4 separate regions of the Mus musculus genome follow, and all the other regions are linked to region 1. Evidence: chromatin contacts called from public Hi-C and promoter capture Hi-C data. All regions are on one chromosome and are shown on one strand. The core of a region is the stretch at or near the end of the contact, and the rest is flanking DNA. Distances in the headings are between cores, read along the strand shown.

Region 1 (3,341 bases), core at 233-2,732:
TCTCCCAGAAGGTGCGGCACCTTCTTGCCCTCTGATTAAAAAGTTCACCCACACACCCTTTATGTTTCTCTCCTGGCCCGGAGAGCTAACAATTTTTGGGATGATGGCATCAGGTTAAAAGTTCAGGTCTCTGCCCCCTTTCAGAACCTTAAACTGCTGCGTCTAAGAAAGTTACCCACAGAAAGGGAGATGTGTGAGCAGAGGGCTCCCCATCTTCCTCAGGGATCCAGGCAGAAAGTGAATATAACCACCACGTGGTTACCCACAAGTGGAAAAATCTGAAGGCAGAATGCCTGGGGCAGCAGACATTCACACGGAATCAGCAAATAACGAAGGCCACTTAGGCATACCAGGCTGGCAGGCAGGCAGGAGGCGAATGACAGCGGCCTCTGTCACCCTTCTCACCGCTGACCTGGACGAGTGGCCACACAAAGCTGTGTTGGGTTCAGCTGGTAGCCTCTCCCAAAACAGAGCTAGTTTGTAAAAGAGAAGAAATCCGAAAGGCAACAGAAAACCACCCGACATTGGCTTACATGGTACCAGTATCTGGCCTCTTCTGTTTTGGCAAGAATGACCAGTCTCATACTAGGTAGAGGGGCAAAAGGCTAAATGTAGTTCTTCCCTGGTTCTGTCACTATTTTCCCATTTTGTACGGGGAATCGGGGTTAGGAACTTCTGAGTCTCTTCACCTGTCAGCCAGAATGAGGGAGGCTCAGAGTGGGCCTTGAGAATGGGGCATAGACTACACAGCCCAAGAGAAAAACGTGCAGGGTCTACTTCACTAGGAGTCTTGAAAGAGGAAGTGGCAGGGGCTTCATCCGGCCTGAAGCAACCTCCTTGCGTCAAGACAAGCTATGAAGAAACTAACGTCATTCCCGTTCCTTTCTCCCAGGACTGAGACTCGGCTACCCAACACGGTTTAAGAGATGGAAGGTCCCGGCTCTAGGCACAAACCCGTGGCACGGCTAGGGGCTCCGAAGCAGAAGCCGCCTGCCTCTCAGATTGCTGAAGGCACTGGGGGCTCCGTGGCGCAGACGAGGGCAGAGAGACCCCAGTGCATCACACCCGGAGAGTGATGAGGGAGATAATGCCCACTTCCTGGGCGTGCATTAAAAGAGTTCCCGGGGTCGGTCCCGGCCAGGGTTCCCGCAGACGTCCCTCAGAGCTCCTGGTCACGATCTCCCACGCACATCTACGGGGATCCTCCGTCCCCTGAGCGCCCTTCATCCCACACACTCAGCTTGTGGGGGCAGCAAAGCCTCATAGTCGAACCCCGCACTTACGTTCGGCCGCGGCCGCCGCAGGGATACCGAGTGGGCCTCGCTCCAAGCGCGGGTCGTGGTCCCGGGTCTGCAGGCTGCCGGGGATCCAGGGATGCGGGCGACTAGACCAAGGCGGCTCCCGCCTCCTGGACTCCTCCCGCCCAGCTTTACTGGGCAACAGAGTTACTCATTTCCGCGTTGTCACGGAAACTTTTTGCTCCTTATAAGAACAAAACACCCGCCTTTACTGGCGCCGGGCGGAGGTCCTTAAGGACGACCGTGACGGTTGCCGGTAAGGGACTCTGGACCCGCCTCGGAGACCATCCTCTGGGTCTCTCGGATGCTCCAGAGAGGGCAGCGAAATTAGAGAGCCACCTGACGAGAAGGATCTGGCTGCCGGAGAGGAATAAAGAGGGAGACAAGGGACCCGGGAAGGACGTCCTTAAAATCAGGTCTAGGCTGCAGGATGTAAAGGGTTAAGGTGCTGTTAGTCAGCTCGCATTTCTGTGGCGCGTTTTACAACCGGTGGAATTCCTGGGGCCACCTATTTTGTCCCTCGAGGAAAATATAAAACGAGACACAAGGCGAACCACTGTCCCTCTTGCATTGTGACTGGATTAAAACAGTTTGCTAAATTTTTTGGTTAATGTACGCATTGTCTCTTGGCGGGAGAAAGGCACAAAGGAGGAAGATGACCGGAGGCTGTTAGGGGGCGCTCTGTTTTCCAGTTGTCAATGTAGTATTGCTTTTAGAGCAGGAAGCGCTGGAACAGAGCACAGTAGAACTCATACTTTAAACAAAACTTTAATAGTATATCAACAATCTTCCCTTTGTGAAGTAGCACATTCCTACAACTGGTGGGAGGGGCTGGAAAGGGCTGGAATAAATTTTCAGTTCGTTTCGGGAGCTCCTAGGAGAAGCTGAGGAAATAACACTGTCTAGAGATGATCACTTTACTACTGGCATTGGTCTCGGGAGCACCTCGGGAGCATCTTGGGAGCACCTCGCTTTCCTCCTCCATCCAGCCCAAATGACACTCTCCTGAACGCTTTAGGCTGAGTTTGCGGGATAAACAGACAATGAGAGAATGTCCTAAAAATAGACCCTGGCCCTTGGCCCAGGGTACTTCTAAGTCTTTGGCTGCCTGCTGCTCACACCCCTTTCCTGATTGGGGGTGGTGGGGGATTCTTATCGCAGAGTTTGGGGGCCAGGGAAGGGTAAGGAACCTTGGGGAACATTCTCAAAAGAGCTGTGTATTTCTAAAATGTCTCCATGTTCAATGGACAGGACACCCAGAACAGGTGGGGGAAGTGTGTGTGTGTTGCTTGTGTTATGTGTGGAATGTCAAGGTTAGTGCTTTCAATGCACTCTGGGGTTGTCGTCCGCCAGCAAAATCTACTTCAGCGTTTTCTAACAAGCTGCATACTCTTATTAATATAAGGATCATTTGTTACATTCCTTTGTCGTTTGAACCTGATTATCTTACCCCAGAGCTTTTAATGTTCTCTTGTCCACTCTCGGGACTAGTTTGGTCTATAATCCTAACCTGCCATATAAGCCCTTCATGACTGGCCTCTTTTCATGTGCCCAAGCTTATATCTCACTCATGTGCCACACTGAATTTTATACACACACACACACACACACACACACACACACATTCATGCACCTACACATGTACACACACAACACAGACACATAAATACATACATGCACACACACATACATGCACACACATGCATACACACAAATACACATATACACATGTATACATATGTGCAATATACATACATAAACACACATACACCACACACATATACACACAAACAAACATATACCACATAACACACACACATTATTTGTTCCTAATTATGTGTTTAGTCTCCAGGTCTCAGAGAAGGCAATCCCTCCCAGAATCCTTGCCTGACACCCCAGGGAAGGGAAGGGATGGCTGAAGCCTATCAAGTCTCAAATTCTAGAAAGACAGAAATTTAGACTTAAGACGTTTGTCCAAAGCCAGAATGCTGGGAAGGCGCTTTAAGTAATGCAGTGTTGGAAAAACCCTCCCCCCATTGGCAT
Region 2 (3,398 bases), core at 669-3,168, 5.4 Mb after region 1:
AAGTTACATGAGTTGTCTGATGAGGATGCTAAGCTGAACGTGGGCCTTTTGCAAGAACAGCAAGTGCTCTGAGCTGCTGGGCTATCTCTCTAGCCCATGGCCTATATTTTTAATTTATTTATGAACTTTTAAAAATCTATTTGGGTGTTTTGCCTGCATGCATGTCTGTCTTTACACCACATGTGCCTAGTGTCTGCAGAGGTTAGAAAGGGGTGTCTGGTCCCCTGGAACTTCAGTTACAGACGGTTGTGAGCTGGGAATTGAAGCTGGGTCCTCTGGAAGAACAACCAGTGCCCTTAGCCTCTGAGCTACCTCTTCCCCTATTTATGTTTAAACGTGTGCATGTGTTCCTGGGATGAACTCAGGGCTTTGTGCACGCTGGGCAGGTAAGCTGCCCTACCACTCTGTTATATTCACAGCCTAGTTTTATAATATTTTTGAAAGCACACAAAGGCCTTCTTGCAGGTCTATGTGTGTGTGGGGGGGGGAGTGGGGGGTATACACATGAGCTGTAAATGTTAAAGAGCATTTTGCAAAGAAAATATTCTTTGTTAACAAAGTTTCCATTTTCAGTCTTTGTGACAAAAGTATAGGGAAGTGTCTCTGGGCTGGTGAGGACAGGGGGCAGCACAAGTCCAGGTCCCCTTACGAGGTCAGTCTGGGTAGATTCCTTTTAGAACTGTTTTCCAGTGAAGTGCAGAAAAGTCTTGTTTACCTCATTCATTCTGACTTAGATTCAAGTTACAGCAGCAAAGGGGACCTAGGTTCCAACTGAGAAAGTTCTCACAGAGGGGCTGCCATTGTAGCCCAGTGTGAGAACACTTGCCCAGCAGGCACAAAGCTTTGATCTTCAGGAACAAAACAAAACAAAAATTCTTAGTATGTGCCCAAGATGTTCTAGGTGTAGTTTTGACTTAGTTCACGAAAGCATCTTCTCAGAGGTTTCAGGGATGTGCAAATTTTGACCAGGAAGGGTTAGAGGATTTGATTTGTTCAGTCTGCTTGAGTAGGCCGAGAACTCCAAGCCTTCTTTACCAGGCTATCCAGGTGTCTCCCACACTCTGGTCAGGCAGGCCTGGTGGCTCCCAGTGGCAGCAGTGAAACTGTTGGAGGGAGTAGGGGATAAAGACTCCAGGTGTGGGAGTGGGGAGTGAGGGAAGGAGGGAAGAAGAGGTTCCTAGGTTGCCACTTCTATCTAGGGGGCACTCTGTCAAGTGAAAGGGCAGGCAGTTGTAGTGACGCCCTGCTGTGAGCTTTGCACAGCTGGACTGAGTGAGTGTGGAGAGATGCTCACATCTCCTCCCGCTTCCTGGAAAATAACTTTGCATTTGAAGGGTTGCAAAGGAGTCGGTAAATCTGAACCCGGACAGGGTAGCCTGGAGACTTCCTCTGCTTGTGTGAAGGTACACACAGGTGTGTGTGTGTGTGTGTGTGTGTGTGTGTTCGAGCGTGTGAGGGGTCATGTGTAAAATGTTTGTGTTGGGAGGAGTTTCTAGTTACATGTGATGTTTCTATTCTTCCCGTCAGAATTGGGCTTTTATTGTTTGATTTTGAAATAAGGTCTTTTTTATTTTTTTAAAAAATGCCTAGCAGCTATCATTTATTGGGGACCTCCTATGTGCCAGGCATTGTGCTGAATTTATTTTTCTGTAAAGAAAAATTGTTTTTATCCAGGTCCACCTAGAGACATCCGAGGGTTTTTTTTTTTTTTTTTCCCATTCTTATTAAAGCACAGTGCTGTCTACGCAGCTAGGATTTGCGGAGAGGCGGGGAAGGGTGCTGGATAGGCAGGGGGCGGGCCCTGCCTCCCTAGCCGCCACCATTTATTTTGACCGGTCAGATGGCATCGGGCTCGCACTAGGACCCAGGCGCCACAGCGCCTCCGTCCGTCCTGTAGGTTCATTCAATCTCCCATACACACAGACCCACACAGCGAGAGCGACACACACTCACACTCACAACCGCACGCAGCGAGGCTCGGGAAGTCAGTCAGGCCGGCTCCTTGCCCCGGTGCCTCGGTGACTCCAGCAGGCCGGGTCTCCCAGAGGCCCTGCAGCTCGGCCGGCCGCGCAGCCCCGGACAAGGAGCAGCTCCGCGGACCCCCGTGCCTCCATGGGCAAACGCGGGCGGCCGCGCAAGGAGGCGCGCTGCGAGGGCGCGGGGCTGGTCCCCGTCGCGCCCCCGGCCATGCCCCCGGCCGCGGCCGCGCCCCAGCCCCCGGCGCAGCCGGAGGAGCCGGCGGGGGCCAAGCCCCGGTGCCCCTTCTCGGACATTTTCAACACCAGCGAGAACTCGATGGAGAAGCACATCAACACTTTTCTGCAGAACGTGCAGATTCTGCTCGAGGCAGCCAGCTACCTGGAGCAGATCGAGAAAGAAAACAAAAGTAAGTTTGGGGGCCCCGACTGCTCGCCTGCGTCCAGCTCTTTCTTTCTCACCCCCTTGTGCGACCCCTGTCGCTTACTCGGTTCGCCGCCGCCCCCCCGCAACAAACACACACACACACACACACACACACACACACACACACACACACACGTACCCTCGGCAGTAAAGCCGATGACACCGGAGAAAGGACACGCACGCACGCACAAAGCTGCTAAAGATGTAACAAAGACAGCGAAGGGGAGAGGGAGCCTGTCGGTGCCTTGGTCTGTCGGTCTCCAGCAGGCCCGGAGGACGGCCTGGCCGAGGAGTGGGGGAGTGTTGTTGTTTGCTGACAACTGGGCTGAGAGGCTGCGAGCTCGTCTCTCCGAGGTCGCCTTTCTTCCCTTTTTTTTTTTTTTTTCCTCCTTTTTCTTTCCGGAGCCTACTCCGGCAGACAAGTGTTTTGGTTTGGCTTATGGTTTTGGTTTTTTTTTTTTTGTTTTGTTTTGTTTTTATTTTTTTGTTTTGTTTTGTTTCTGTTTTTGTCGCTCGTTCCAGGGTTGGGTGGGGATGAGAAGCTGAAAGTTGGAAACCGTTTGCAGAGCTCAGGGCTTCCAGAAAGAAAACACAGACACACATTACAACAATAACAACCGCCACCACCGAACAGCTCTCCGCGCCGTGGACTCCGGCTCTTCTTCCTGCCTACTTCGTTTCTCCTTCCTTCCACAGCAGGACTAGGCTCAGGCCATCGTGTCCACAGACACAGTTCCCCTGTGCCTCCTTGCCTCTGGGATGCCACGGCCTCTGGTCCCCTCAAAGAAACAGGCCAGAGGAACCAGGCAGCGCCGGCAGCCCTCCCTGGACCTGCGGTCCTGCGCGCGCTGGGGTAGGGAGGGGGGGACTTGGCGAGGGGGACGTGGCTAAAAGCAAACTTTAGGATTCCGCAGAAACAATAGTTGGGGGAAAAGGTGTGGGCGGTTGTGTCCATTTTCTTTATTTTCAGAGACGCACAGGACGAGCAAGGCAAA
Region 3 (3,264 bases), core at 367-2,866, 5.1 Mb after region 1:
GTGTAAGTACCTATCACCTGCTGTTATCACATGAACCCATGCGCATCATGGATGCAAGCTTGGTAAATACACCCCTCTGGTCCTAACGACCAGTTCAGATAGCATGAACCATCAAGTGAGTTCAGTGAGAAGGAGATCTAAGACCTCTGCTCCAGCCGCACCATAAGGCTGTTTCTAGTGACTGTCAGCCTAGAACTCTCACCACCTGCGGGAAGGAAAAAGTCTGCCCAAGCGAGAGCTGAACACAACTGGAGCTAGAAGTGAGACGGGGAAGACAAGTCTGGTGCCAGGATTGGTTCGACTATCTTTGGCTTCACTAACAGCCACCAGCCTCCATTTGCCTCCTTCAAGGAGTTCAGTTTGACCTTCTAAACTGAAAGGGGTCCTCATCTGTACACTGGATGGCACTGAAATTCTACCACTTCCGGAAGGCACCCTCCCTCTCAGCCTACCATCTGACGTTCACTGACCACCCCCAATACTGTGACTACGGATCCAGGATCCAGCAACGACTGTGGTGTGGTCCTCAAGCTGCCTCCGAACCTTTGACATTACATCATTATCCAATTGCCTGACTTTATTTCCAGCAGAAGACGTCCAGGAAGGTCTAACCACATGGACAATTACCCACACCACCCACCATCGTGCATATATAAACTTCTTGGTCACACTTAACACGCTGTGACAAGACCAGGTCTGGGTCAAGGTAGGCTTGAGATCTGTCCACTCACAGAAACAGGCATAATATGGTCGGAATTTCACAAGTCGGGCTGCGGTGCCTCATGTGTTCTTTCAAGACTCAACTGGTCTGAGAGGATGGGTACGCCCCTGTGCATCCCCTCAGAGTTTTAATTCTGGTTTTATGTTCTTAGCATCTCCCACTTTAAATAACCAAGTGTGCCTGGTTCGGGTGCAGAAGGGATACACTAAAGCATGTTCAACATGAGTCTGGGAAGTGTCTTCTCACTTCCTGTGTCCAAGAAGAACCCAGAGCAGGCTCCAGGAGGATTTTCCGGAAGGCTATGCCTATCTGTTTCCTGATACAGCCCCTGAGACCATTTGGGTGGGGAGGGCACAACGGCTGCCTGTCTCTGTTGGGAGTTTGAATCAAGAGGTAAAATGCAGTCATCAGAATGATCAGGGTTGTAACTTTAGATCGCCGCCGTGGAGGAAGGAAAAGGGCAGGGGCACAATCACTTCTGGGTACCCGGGGTGGATCCAAGAGGGACCAACTTCCTGCAACAGCAGGGCCTCCCCTCAGGGTCGGGGGTGGTAAGGATCACCGCTTTCCCGGGACCAGCGAGGCAGTTCCTCGGTCACACTGGTCCCTGGACCGGCTCCGGCCGCCCGGAGGTGCCCGGGGGCCCCGCCGGAAGCGAGCTGAGTCCTGCCGGGCTGCACAGATCGTTCCCCGGTTCCCGCTGGGGCAACCCCCGCTAGCCAAGGCCATCCCCGGACGGCCGCGGGCCCGTCGCTGCTCGCCCTCTCGTCCCTACCCTCCCGGGGGTGCAGCTCGCGCGCCGGGCGCCGGATGCCGGTCAGCCGGCACAGTCCCCTCACCTTACTCGCGGCGGCTTTCTGGAGGCTGCCATTCGGCGGTGACGTGCCCCAGCCCACGTCAGGGGAGCGCAGACCAGCTGATCACCCACGGCCAGGCGCGCGCACCGGGCAGGCCACTCCTCCCCTCTGTGGCGTGCTCACGCAGAGGCTCCGCCCCGCTGTAAACCCCGCCCGTTCACCGGAGTGGGCGTGGCCGAGTGTCAGAATTCCAAAACCTTTGGGCTGTTGCTTGGAGAGGGTGTGGTGTTCTGTGCAACCAATTGGGAGAGGCGCCGGTCAGTCGTCACTGATCTTCCTCTCCATTTAAGAGGAAGGACAGGCGTTTTGCCAGCTAAGGAAGCTGCATGCTTCTCCGGTTTGTTCCAGCTTTTAGGTCAGCTAAGACGAGAGAGTCGTGGCCAGCTCTGCAAGAACCTATTTTAGGGTCCTGGAGACACTGACTGGATCAGGATATAACTTGCTGAGACCTTAGAGATGTCTTCCAAATGATTATTCCCAACAGCTTCAAAACTTACTGCTCACTTGGGCTAACGATCGGGCGTTAAAGCGTCCAAACCTAGCTCCTAACCCTATGTACAAACAAAAACATTCTTCACGTAGGGCTTTTTCATCTCAGTCGGTGGCTATTCCATGTTTTAAGGGCAAAAATCTTGACGTAATATCTGCCTTATTCCCCGGTCCATGCCCCATCTGCCCAAGATCCGCTTGGTCCTGGCTTCAAAGTAGATCCGTAGCCCCACCCACTTCCATCACGTCACCTATCTGGGGTGCATCACTTCCACCTCACCTGTGTGACGCCTGCATAGAAGCCAGACCGAACCTACCCTGAGGTGTCCACTTGACCATTCTAGAATCGCCTGGGAGAAAAAGCCCCTGGGCCTGGCTGGAGGGTTGTCTTGTGTTATTTAAGACGGGCAGAACCACTCCCTAGGTAGAGGATTCTAGACTGTATAAAATCAATGGAAATGAGCTGAAGACGAGCATGAATATATTACTCTCGCCTCTTGACTACCGATGTAAGGCCTGGCTCCCTGACTAGATGAACGGAAACTGGAAGCCGAAGAAGTCCTTTACCCCTCAAATTCCTTTCGCCAGAATGTTTTATCACAACGACGGGAAAAGAAACTAAGCAGTCCCCATTTCATTTGGAGTGACTCTTCTTAATCACAGCTCACAGGTCACCTCACTCCACCTAAGCTGGCCTTCCCTATCTTTGACACTCACAGTCCCGTCAAGTGTCACCTCCTCGATGAAACCTGCTTAAAGCTGTAAACCGCTTGGACCCATCCGGGCCCCTTTCCCACAGCTTCTACTGTTGTTCACCGGAGTTCATCTTCTGAGGATAGTCTCTCTACCCTGCACACATACTATAGCCATCAGAGCAAGAGTTGTTTCTGTTGCTTAAAAATGGGCAGGAGGGCTAGAGAGATGGCTCAGCGGTTAAGAGCACTGACCGCTCTTCCAGAGGTCATGAGTTCAAATCCCAGCAACCACATGATGGCTCACAACCATCTGTAATGAAATCTGATGCCCTCATCTGGTGTGTCTGAAGATAGCTACAGTGTGTATATATATATATATATATATATATATATATATATATATATATATATAATAAAATCTTTTTTTTTAATGGGCAGAAGCTGACAGTCATCCTCACGTGTTTGCTGCTGAAATAAATGTCCCCAGATTGCACACTTCTCC
Region 4 (2,932 bases), core at 296-2,795, 5.2 Mb after region 1:
TATAGCTTTAGTCCAGTGGAGAGAGAAAAGGAGGATAAATGAATTGCAGCGTTTGCCAAGAACGCTATTCATTTGCCACACTTCGTATGTGGGAAGAGGAAACTACATTTTAATTAGCACATTTTTTTTTGGGAAAGGGGATGAAGATGAGGAGGCTGGCGCGAAGTATTTGAGGGGGAAGAGAGCCTGCAGATGAGGAAGGAAATGAAGTGGCCTGTCGCCAGTGCCTTGGAAAGGACGGGAGATAAGGGTGGGGAAATGAAGTTTGCTGTGTGTGTTAGGGTGGGGTTAACCCCAGGGACCATGAATCACTAGAATGGTGTTGGGAGGAGTGTGCTTGAGGGTGAATTCGTGCAGTGGAGAGGGCATGTGTGCCGGAGTGGTGTGCAAGTCGTGGGTGGCAGAGGAGAGCAGCGAGCGTGTGCCTGGAGGTCTATTTCGAGAATAGGTTGGGGTGAGAAACCCGTCTGGGAGGCGGGGGTGGGCAGCCCAGTGTCACCTGTGGAGGGATCCCCGACTCTGCAAATGAGTGTTGCAAAGTTTGCCTGGCTTTAGACAGATTTTGAAGGCTGCTGGCGGAGCCTAGACTTTTCATCTCCCAAGAGGTCAGCTCTCAGAAGGTTTAAGAGGCAATTAGCCAAAGTAGGAGTGCAGAGTTTGGGCTGGTCCAAATGAATATAAAGGCCCTTGCCCCGTCCCTCTGTGGGAGTGAGTGAAGGCGGGAGGCTCCCCCAAACGCAAATATGCTGAAGAGAAAATCGAGGCCCCCTCCTGTGGGAGCCGAGCTGAAGTCCAACTATTGTGGCCTCTCCCCCCAAAAACCCAGCGGCCTCAGTGGGCCACAGAAGCTCAATCTGAAAGCTACGGCTCAGCTGAGATTCACTGGGTGGGGGAAGCACGTTAGGACTGGGGAGGTAGATGTTTCCGTGGCGTCACCCTCCCACTCTCAATCGGGTTTCTCTCGGGGTCGTTTCCTTCTCCGGCAGCGGATCGGAGCTGCACTGAGGGAGGAAGACCTTGCAGAGGCGCCAGGCAGGCGCCCTGCAACAGGCCCTCCGCCTGCGGAGCACGTAGGCCCCCACTGCCGCAGCTGCACGGATACGGAGCTTGCAGCTCGAAGGGGGGCCTCGAGGGGCGGGGCCAGAGATCTCAAGGGGCAGCAGAGGCGGGGCCTGGACCTGCGAGAGCCTGTTGGGGGCGTGGCCTATTAGGAGCGGAGCAAAAACGCTGGGCTGGCGAAGGGCGGAACCAGGGGCACGCTTTTGAGCTACGAGGGCCCAGCCCGTACTGGGCGGAGTGAAGGCTGCTGGGGCGTGGCCTATAAGAGGCGGGGCTAGAGCTCTCGGGCCATGGGGCGGGGCCTTGAAGCTGGGGTACTAGAAGGGTCAAGCCTGTAGAGGGCGGAATCAAGAGCCCTGAGGCGTGGCCTGTGGTAGGCGGGGCCAAGGCGTTCAGGCCTGTGGGGCGGGGCCTTCGGGGTGCTAAGCGAGACTAAGCCTGTAGGGGGCGGAGTCCTGGACCCTGTGGAGGCGGAGCCCAAGGGGCGGGCCAGAGGGCGTTCGTGGGGAGTTCGGCTGGTCCCGCCAGAGCGCGAGGCGCCCGCCGGTAACGGTCGTGCGGGCGAGGGGCTGGAGGGAGAGGAAAGGGCTTTAAATGATGTTTTGAAGCAGCGAGAGCTAGACGCGTCGGCGACCAGGTGTCGCCACTTCCCGCTGCCGAGGGCTCGGCGTCCAGGTCCTGCGTCTCCACGCCCCCTCCCTTCCCGGCCCTCTCCTCGGGAACCGAGCGAGCGACGTTAAGAGGCGGCTGCGGCGGACCGGGCGGCCGCTGCAGCCCGGCGGTGGCGAAGGAGTGGGCACAAAGCCGGCTGCGCTGCGAGGTAATCCTGCGGGAGCGGAGGGCCCGGGGTCCCGCCGCGCTTCCCACGCCGAGGGGGCTTCGGACTGGCTGGCCGCGCGGCCTCAGGTGAACCGTGCTCGGGGCGGGAACGCGAGCCCCACGGGGCCGAGGAGTGCAGACCTGGGGGCGAGGAGTCGGGGTGCGGCGCCGCAGAGTGGGCCGGGACTCACCCGGGCGTCCCCGGCTTCCCCCAGCGAGGGCGTGGGATTGCAAAATCCTGTTCTGCGGGGAGCCTTGCTGACCCCGAAGGTGCTCGCGGGGACGGTGGGAGGTTCCCGCGCTTGGAGAAGGTGGAAGAAGACCGTGTTGATTTGTTGTTTTCTTTTTTCTTCTTCTTTTTTTTTTACCCCCTCGTGGCTTAAGAAACTTCAGTCACAAGTTGAAATTGTTCAACCACTTTATCTAATCAGTGTGACCCTCCCCAGCACACACACACTAAAAGTGCGCACGAGCACGCGCGCGCGCGCGCACACACACACACACACACACACACACACACACACACACTATAACCTTTCAAGCATTCCTGATACTTTATTCTTCCTTGCGGGGTGACAGCCCAGTTGGCAGCAGATTTGGTTTGCTGGTGTTTGGGGCACTTCCAACCTCTTTGGAGGTATGTAATAGCTGAGGCAAGGCCACTATTAAACCAGGCCTCTATTAAAATGACAAGAATGGCCTCAGGTGAACTTTTTTTGTTGCAGAGATTTAATTGCAAGTAGATGCCCGTTTAAAGTGGGAGTGTAAGGAAAACCACTAAATATCCTTGGCACATGTGCTCTTGGAATTGACTTTGCTAGAGTGGTGTGGGATTTAGCTCAGCCAAGAGGCTTTGAGTGAGGATTAGGAGCCAGGCTCAGGAAGGAATTGATAAGACTCTGGGGCTTGGGATGAGCTACATAAACATGTGTGAGTTCTTTACAGTGATTTATAAAATTATAGAAATTTTAGAGTTAGCAGTATGAAATGATTGCCTTTCTTAGAATGGACTCCATCCTCAGTGTGCTGAACATGTACTGATTTGGGTTTTGGC

Evidence for each region. Promoter capture Hi-C pulls out the DNA fragments that hold promoters and counts their contacts. Hi-C and Micro-C count contacts between places; a contact is called where the count stands out from the background.
Region 2: a contact with region 1 is called in a promoter capture Hi-C map of pre-B cells. The contact joins the promoter of Mxi1 here to the promoter of Itprip in region 1. A contact is called at or near these places in 3 of 39 promoter capture datasets (cranial neural crest, pre-B cells and second pharyngeal arch cranial neural crest).
Region 3: a Hi-C map of Sertoli cells shows a contact between it and region 1, with 6 times the contacts expected there. The contact joins the promoter of Xpnpep1 here to the promoter of Itprip in region 1. A contact is called at or near these places in 1 of 39 promoter capture datasets (cranial neural crest) and 1 of 484 Hi-C or Micro-C datasets (Sertoli cells).
Region 4: a Hi-C map of B cells shows a contact between it and region 1, with 7 read pairs. The contact joins the promoter of Add3 here to the promoter of Itprip in region 1. A contact is called at or near these places in 4 of 39 promoter capture datasets (cranial neural crest, frontonasal cranial neural crest, maxillary cranial neural crest and 1 more) and 1 of 484 Hi-C or Micro-C datasets (B cells).

Annotation. Positions count from the first base shown.
Region 1 is chr19:47,917,841-47,921,181 of GRCm38.p6, forward strand. It overlaps Itprip (inositol 1,4,5-triphosphate receptor interacting protein), which reads right to left and starts at 1,483. Exons shown (of 2, transcript NM_001362458.1): 1 at 1,284-1,483.
Region 2 is chr19:53,308,588-53,311,985 of GRCm38.p6, forward strand. Mxi1 (MAX interactor 1, dimerization protein) reads left to right here and starts at 1,919. Exons shown (of 6, transcript NM_001008542.3): 1 at 1,919-2,386. The coding sequence starts at 2,113. All of the region lies in intron 2 of Gm30541 (a long non-coding RNA gene), which reads right to left.
Region 3 is chr19:53,036,954-53,040,217 of GRCm38.p6, forward strand. It overlaps Xpnpep1 (X-prolyl aminopeptidase (aminopeptidase P) 1, soluble), which reads right to left and starts at 1,617. Exons shown (of 20, transcript NM_001374834.1): 1 at 1,561-1,617.
Region 4 is chr19:53,141,211-53,144,142 of GRCm38.p6, forward strand. It overlaps Add3 (adducin 3 (gamma)), which reads left to right and starts at 1,546. Exons shown (of 15, transcript NM_001277100.1): 1 at 1,546-1,879.